2 separate regions of the Mus musculus genome follow, and region 1 is linked to region 2. Evidence: chromatin contacts called from public Micro-C data. All regions are on one chromosome and are shown on one strand. Each heading gives the region's core, a stretch centred on a gene start, on an enhancer-like site or on the middle of the called end of the contact. The rest is flanking DNA. Distances are from core to core; before and after follow the strand shown. Region 1 has its middle 58 kb from the start of Osgin2. Region 2 holds the start of Nbn (nibrin).

What was found. A called contact is a pair of places that touch in the nucleus more often than the background predicts.
Region 1: a Micro-C map of macrophages shows a contact between it and region 2, with 3 times the contacts expected there. The contact joins the enhancer-like site here to the promoter of Nbn in region 2. A contact is called at or near these places in 11 of 39 promoter capture datasets (the 3T3-L1 cell line, 3T3-L1-derived adipocytes, the C10 cell line and 5 more), 1 of 15 datasets of contacts at CTCF or cohesin (pro-B cells), 7 of 484 Hi-C or Micro-C datasets (the HPC-7 cell line, the N1E-115 cell line, cerebral cortex and 4 more), 7 of 115 datasets of contacts at active chromatin or transcription factors (bone marrow-derived macrophages, cardiomyocytes, effector CD8 T cells and 4 more) and 3 of 9 other capture datasets (adipose tissue, liver and macrophages).

The regions. Positions count from the first base shown.
Region 1 is chr4:16,070,026-16,073,759 of GRCm38.p6, forward strand. No RefSeq gene overlaps it. Among named protein-coding and RNA genes, the nearest start is that of Osgin2, 58 kb to the left of the region's middle. Within about 2 kb of position 1,391, at least 33 of the 459 cell types and tissues checked have an H3K27ac peak or open chromatin away from gene starts, as enhancers often do. A contact at or near this core is called in effector CD8 T cells, macrophages and memory CD8 T cells, where this site is marked.
Region 2 is chr4:15,956,578-15,960,673 of GRCm38.p6, forward strand. Nbn (nibrin) reads left to right here and starts at 1,390. Exons shown (of 16, transcript NM_013752.3): 1 at 1,390-1,533. The coding sequence starts at 1,497.

The DNA of each region.
Region 1 (3,734 bases), core at 141-2,640, 110 kb after region 2:
GTTGCACTGATGTTGAGCATATATGCATTCATAACATTATTCTTCCAGATATACTCCTTTATCATTATGTAATGATCTTCTTTTATCTCATTTTTATAGTTTTGATTTCTATATATTTTTACGTGTTGTATATATTGGTACCCTCACTTTTCCTTTTCCTTAGGGTCCTTCCTCCCTGTCATACCTTAAAAAAATACAGATATTTTTATTGTATATTTTTTTATTTACATTTTAAATGTTATCCCTTTTCCAGGTCTCCCCTCCAGAAACTCCCTATCTGCTCCCCTCCCCCTACCTCTATGAGGGTGCTCCCCCACCTACCCACCCACTCCTGCCTTCCTGTCCTGTCATTCCCCTATACTGGGGCACCTAACCCCCTCAAACCCAAGGGCTGATCCTCCCACTGATGTCCAACAAGGCCATCCTCTGTCACATATGCAGTCAAAGCCATGGGTCCCTCCATGTGTACTCTTTGGTCCAATCCCCAGGAGCTCCAGGGCATCTGGCCAGTTGACACTGTTGCTCCCTCCATGAGGCTGCAAACCCCCTCAGCTTCTTCAGTCCCTTCTCCAACTCCTCCATCGGGGACCCTGCACTCAGTCCAATAGTTGGCTGCGAGCATCCACCTCAGTATTTGTCAGGCTCTGGTAGAGCCTCTCAGGAGACAGCCATATCAGGCTCCTGTGAGCAAGCACTTTACGGGATCTGCAATAGCATCTGTGTTTGGTGACTGTATATGGAATGGATCCCCAGGTGGGCAGTCTCAGATTTTTTAAAGATTTATTTATCTGTTCTATATAATGAGTTCACTGTTGCTCTCTTCAGATATACCAGAAGAGGGCATCAGATCCCATTGCCAATGGTTGCGAGCCACCACGTGATTGCTGGGAATTGAACTCAGGATGTCTGGAAGAGCAGTCAGTATGCTTAACCACTGAACCATCTTTCCAGTGCCCCCTCCCCCCGCATCATACCTTTTAAAACTCAGTTTAAATATTATCTCATTAAAGTATTAGCTACTTTTCTGTTTACTGAGACAAAATACATGGCAGAAGCAATGACTGAGAGAATGATTTGTTCTGGCTCACTGTGTCAGGGCATCTCAGCAGATCATAGCAGGGAAGGCTCAGTGGGGCATGTTGTAAGAGTTTTCTTTTATGAAGCAGACCAAGAAGCAGAAATAGCAGCCTGTACCAGAAACAGGTATAACCTTCAAAGCCCTGTCCCCAGTTACCCATTTTCTCCACCTTCTACTGGGTTCCCAGTCTTTGAAATAATTACAGATGCTGAGAGCATGTGGAAGGTATTTATGACTCACCCTATACCATGTTGCCACAGGCACCCCTGAGCTCAGTGTCATCCCATGCAAAGTACATCGGGTGCAGCTTCAAGGGCCCCAGCAGTCTTAACATGATTCAAAAGTCTCAAGTTCCATGTCTCTACTCAGACTGAGGGTTCTTTTAGCTGTGATCCTCTGTGAAGCAAAACCAAAACCAAAACCAAAACCAAAACCAAAACCCAAACCAAAAGAATGAATAGCTTTCTTTCTCAGTATGTAGAACAAGTGGTCATTACTTTCCCAGAGGGCCGTCATTCTCATCTGAAACCTCACCAGTGCAGTCTACACTCTTCATATTCCCACCAGCACTGTGGTCTTCCAAAGACCCACTGGGATTTCCTATTAAGCTCTGCTTAGAGTCTGTTAAAGTTTCTCTAGCCCATACCTCCAAACTCTTCCATTTTTTCTTGCAAGCCAGTCCCAGGGCCCAGCACTCACAGCTTTATAGCAGTATGAACCGTTAACTCCTCGAAACAATTTTGAGTATCAGTTACTGTTGTGTTTTATCTCAGCGGGCCCTGCCAAGGTGTAGCCCTGAACAGTTAAGCCGTGCACATGCCTAGTATAAAGGAAGTTTATTTGGGACCTGGAGAAGGGGATAGAGACTGAGAAGGGAGGGGGACAGAAAAGGACAGAGAGGGAGAGGAGAGGGGAAGAAAAAAAGAAGGGAAGAGGCCGGCTAGGGACATGTGGGGAAGAGAGAGAGAGGGAAGGAGAAAGAGTAGATGGAAAGAGAGAGGAAGAGAGAGGAAGTGAAAGATAACATAGGGAGAGAGACAGAAAGACAGAAAGAGACTGAGATAGAGACACACAGATGGAAGCCAAACAGCCCTTCTTATAGTGAGCAGGCTCCTACCTGGCTGTTGCTAGGTAACTGTTAGGCAGAGCCTAGACGAAATGCCAACATTCCTCTATTTGAGTTTAATTTAAAAATGAGGAACTAGAAAGAAGGGATGGTGGGGCAGAAATGGGGTCGTCGTGTTCTTTAATTACTTCCTGCTGACGTTGGGGTGATCACTGTGTCTTTTGGGAACCTAAGAAAACTGGGAACGGGCTGTTGGTCAAGTCGCGGGAGAGCTGGCTGTTTCATTGCTGCCCAGGGTCTGTGGAATCATCTGAGGCTAGGAAAGTGCAGGTGCAGTAGAAGTGTCTGTGAAGGTAGAGCAGATTTTGAGAAAATGCCTGGACTTTGCAAGAAACTGAAATACATACATATTAGAGACAGAAAATAAAGTTTAAGTAAGTTTGGGAACAAATCTTTTTCTTGGGTATGTATTTGAAGCCTTTAGGCTCATGGTCTTGGTGGTTGGGGGGAGGAGAATCCCCAAACCAGGGAACAGGGGGAGGGTGGGAACCTGTGGCGTTGTGGGTCCTGTGTCTGCTCTGCCACAGGACATGGACGTTGGGGAGGAGGAACAAGCACCATGGCAGAGCTGGTTCAGGGGTCCCCAGGCCAGCGATGAGGCCGGGGCCATCTGGTTCTCAGGCTCTTGGACACGCAGGCATCCCTGGGAGCCTGAGAAGAGCAGAGAACAGAGTGGGGGCCTGTAGGCAGGATCTAGCCTGGGGTCGGGGGGAAGGGGTAGCTTCGGCTGGTTCCAAGGGGAGAGTACTTGGCTTGACAGAGGCAGCAGGCTTGGCCTTGGTGGTAGTTGTGGCTAAGAGAGCAGAGAGGCCTTCTACGTGAGATTAGACAGTGGCTTTATAGGTCAAGGCCTTCTCCATGGGTCCCCACAGCAGATCCCGATGAAAAGAGCCAATCCATGGTGTTAAGGCATTTATTTCATGGCAGAAAGTGGATGTGTAAAACCATACCCCACTTCCCAGGGTGGGCCTGAGGTTAAATACCTTTTGCAGGGAGGAGTGTCTGGGCAGGAAAGCTTATTGGCTAAGCCCTCCAGGCCTTTAGGTACCCCATTAAAATGGAGATTTGTCTTGAGCTTACGTGACCACAGGTCATATCCTCTATATGTGGAGGGGCTTGGGGCATTGCCCTTATGTGATTGATGGCTACAAATCTATGGGGGGGGGGGGGGGGAAGGGTCTGTGACTAGTGACAGAGCCTGGAACAGCGAAGCACCTACCATCCCTTCAGTGTTTCTGGGGTTTCAAGCCTTAGCCCAATGAAGAAACAGGCTACCTTTCAGGATCCCACATCCACCCTCTGAAATATGCAACAGGTGGAAACTTAGGGTATTGATTATCAGGGGTCCACTTGATTCATGAGAGGTAGATCTGAATGGATTTCCTGGAGCTTATGGGAACCTTTTTAAGTTTACAAAATAATTGGTCTTACAGATTTAGCCTGAGAAACACCTTAAGTCTATAGTTAAAAGACCACCAAAGGAAACTTAAATTTGTATCTAGGAAAGTGGATCATACAGTGGATTGCTTT
Region 2 (4,096 bases), core at 140-2,639:
TTGCATATAAAGGAAGAGGTCCCTTAGCGTAAATGGTTGATTGTCCACTAAGTGTTAGATTCTATGTGTTTCCAGATTCTAGCAAACACAGACCAAAAATACTATTTTAAAAGTATTTCTGCAGAACATGTATAGATTATTTTTCTTTAAACAATAGAACCAGACAACTGTTTAAATATCACTTACATTTTCCTATATATCACATGTAATCTAACAGTTAATTACAACTATGTGGGAAGATTTCTGTGCTGACAATCAAAACAATGATGCATTCATGCTCTGTAAGAGCTCATCTACTCTGCTTGTAGCTGTTTCAGCTCCATACTTTAGCTTCCCAGATCCTTTGATGTCTCTTGCTGTGTTTCTGTAACTCTATTGCAGTCATTCTTTTTTTTTTTTTTGGATAGGATTTCTCTGTGTAGACCAGGGTGGCCTTGAACTCAGAGACTCACCTGCCTCTGCCTTCCGAATGCTGGGATTAAAGGTGTGCATCACCACACCCAGAAGTTGAAGTCATTCTTTAATGGACACACACCCTTAATGTATGATTTATTAATATTACAACTGGATTAAAAAACCCATTTGTCAGTGCTGGAGAAATGGCTCAGTGGTGAAGAGCATTAACTGCTCTTCTAAAGGTCCTGAGTTCAATTCCCAGCAACCACATGGCGGCTCACAACCATCTGTAATGGGATTCGATGCCCTCTTCTGGTGTGGCTGAAGACAGCTACAGTGTACTCATATACATAAAATAAATACATAATTAAAAGTGGGGGGAGATGGATGGCTCAGCGGTTAAGAGCACTGACAGCTCTTCCAGAGGTCATGAGTTCAAATCCCAGCAACCACATGGTGGCTCATAACCATCTGTTATGTCCTCTTCTTAAGTGTCTGAAGACAGCTACAGTGTACTTACATATAATAAATAAATAAATCTTTAAAAAAAAACTGTTTGCCAGTGGTCAACTATTAAGGGAAATTGGGACTACTTGGCAAAAAGCTTGTGGACTTATTGTTATTCAGTAAATCCTGACATTGTATAAAGATGTAAACATGGTTCTGGTATAATACACTCAGGATACAGTGGAAAAGATTAAACATATTTTGACATGAAATCTTCATCTTGACTGATACTACACATGATGTAACTTTTGAAAATACAGAAAATAATACACTCAACAGCACTTTGATACATCTAGTTTAAAATCCACATTACTTCCGAGCTTTTTAAACATCACAGTTCATTGATTAAAGCGTCCAGTTCGGTCCATCACATTCCTGCCAGGACGCTTTCCGCGCTGCACTGCTGCATCTTCAGCACTAGGTGGCGCCCCCGTCAGCGGCGCGCTCTGGCCGGTTCCCGCCTTTCCGAAGAACTTGTCAGAGTCCTGGGAACGCGCACGTCCCGGAGCCCGCGCCGGTGCAGCCCGGTGACCGCGCAGGCTGGGCAGCTGCGGTTGGCGTCGCACGTCGCGGGGTTCTGAGACGCCGGCCCCATGTGGAAGCTGCTCCCGGCCGCCGGTGCGGCTCCAGGTAGGCGCGTTAAGGAGGCGGCGGGGAGTTCTTTCCCGGGAGCGGCCGCGGGGCGGTGGGGGCTGGGAAGCAGTAGAGCGCGCCTGCGCTTCCGGTCCGTCCTTCTCGCCTTCCGGCGGACGCCTAGGCGGCCGGGGCTGACTGGACACGGAAGCTGGGTGGTGGGAACCGGGATGGCAGCCCACCGTACTTCGGGCGTTGGGGTGTGCGTGCCCAGGTTAGACCGGCTCCAGCTAGGCTGCGAACCGAGGGGAAGAACCACGCGGAGTTGCCCAGGCGCCCAGCCAAGGCTGGGGACGCACGCAGACCGGAGCGTAGTTAGGAGAAATCACGCGACACCACGGGGCCGCTTTAAAGTTTTCAGAATTTCCCCTCGGGGAAGAGTCCTCCGCCCACACATTTTTTTACGCAGTGAAAGTTATCACGTGTTAAGTGGTTGTCTCCTTATTTAGTCACTGGTGATGGGAGATTATGCACTTGCCTGCGACTCTATCTTGTTTGCGGGGAACTTTAAGAAGATGCAGTTTACTAACAGTATAAGGGGAAGGATAAAGTCTGAAAGATTATCTATGTGGGTTGGGGCACTGCAAGGATAGAACGCAACTTAGAGGACTCTGAATAATTAGCCTTGAGCCTAGCTAAGTCTATGAGTGTCTGTAAAATAGAAATTTTCTAGAGGTGGTGGCGCAGGCATCCCAGCACTTGGGAGGTGGAGGAAGGAGGATCCGGAGTTAAAAGTTATCAACTACCTAAGTTTGAAGCCTGCGAGCTACATGAGCGCCTCTCATGTGCTTTTAGGCTGTAGTTCAGTACTCACCTGGGTAGCACTTTATTAACATGATAGCAGAATAAAATATGCTTCTAGAACCAATATCAGAGATGCATTTCGGAATCAGACGCTAAGGGATTAGTTTTCAAGTAAGGTGGTTACAGTAGAAACTCACAGAATATTTATGTATCTACCTTGAAACCGTTCAAGTTCCTCTCTGCTAAACTGAGTGTGATAGTTCCTGCCTGTAATCCCAGCTCCTGAGAAGCCGAGGCTGGTGGACGTTGAGTTTGAGGACAGCTTAGTTAGGCAGCGTAGTGAGACTTCCTCTCAAAAATGAAATAAAGCAAACAGAAATCTCATTGACAGTACTTAACTCAAACGGTTCAGAAGGATGCCAGGGATCTGCTGGACTCTTCCTGTTTGTCTAATTGTGATAATTACTCTTCCAAGTGTAATAGAAGCCCATGTCTCCAAATTCCGCAGGTCACCCACATGTCTGCTATTACTCCACCAGTTGCTGATTTACAACTTTATTTTAGCGTTTTATTGATTCTTTGGGAGTTTCATACCATGCACTTCAACAGCTCATCTCCTCATCCCTCCATATCCACCCTCCACCCTCTGCCCTTGCAACCTTCCCCTCACAAAAGAAAACAAAACAAAATCTCACCCTGAAAACTTCAGTGTGTCATGTAGTATATATACCCTCTTGGCCGAACAGCTTTCCTTGCAAATGTTCATTGCTATGAGTTGGTCTGGTTTGAGTCCTCTGTCTCCTGCTATACTATCAATACTGGATCTTCTTGGATATCCGGTTGTTGCCCTTTGCTGTGGAGGTCTTGCATCTTTGGATCTAGAGGACCAGCTTGTTCCTGAGCGCCAACAGCTCATCAATGGGGTAGATGTTGAGGTAAACCAACTCAAAGCACTGGATCTGGCCTGGATTGTAGCTGAGTTGGTCAGCCTGACAGCTCCAAAGTGCCATAGGTGCTGAGGGGTGGAGCCAGCTCTGCACAGCCCTTGGCATGGCATCAGCATGGCCCTAGCTGGCAGCCTAGACCAGGGATGACCACATGACCTTTGGTGGTAACATGGTCCATGCAAATCAACACAGGTCCCCACTGCTGCAGGGCCATGGACCCAGGCATGGCTTTAGGTGGTGTAGTGGGCTACTCACATCAGGCCATTCTCCACTACTTTCCAGTCTCCAGTTCCACCTTTCTTCATTGTACCATATTCTTCTCTTTTTCTTTCTCTCCATCTCTCCATCACTTACTTGTTCATCTTACTTGCACCTGGGCCTCTGGGTGTCTTCTTAATGGTGCCTGGTAGAGGTCATCTGTGAAGTGCTCCTTCCCACCAGTGCATCTTTGCACTGGGTAGGAGGCTTGTAACAACTTTTTTTTTTAATTAGTAATTTTCTCACTGATGTAAAATGCAACTGTTAATAGTAAAACAAAAGTCTTCCTAAGGTATAGTTGCATCTAATCTGATCTTAATTGTATTAATTTAGAGTTTTTGTTTTTTTTTTCTGATCCATTGAAATATCTTTTAATGACTATAGCTTTTTGGCAAATTTTGCTATCTAACAAGGCAAATTTCTTTATATGATTATAAATTTCAGGGCTGGAGAGATGGCTCAGTGGTTAAGAGCACTGACTGCTCTTCTGAAGGTCCTGAGTTCAAATCCCAGCAACCACATGGTGGCTCACAACCATCTGTAATGAGATCTGATGCTTCTTCTGGGGTGTCTGAAGACAGCTCCAGTGTACTTACATATATAATAAATAA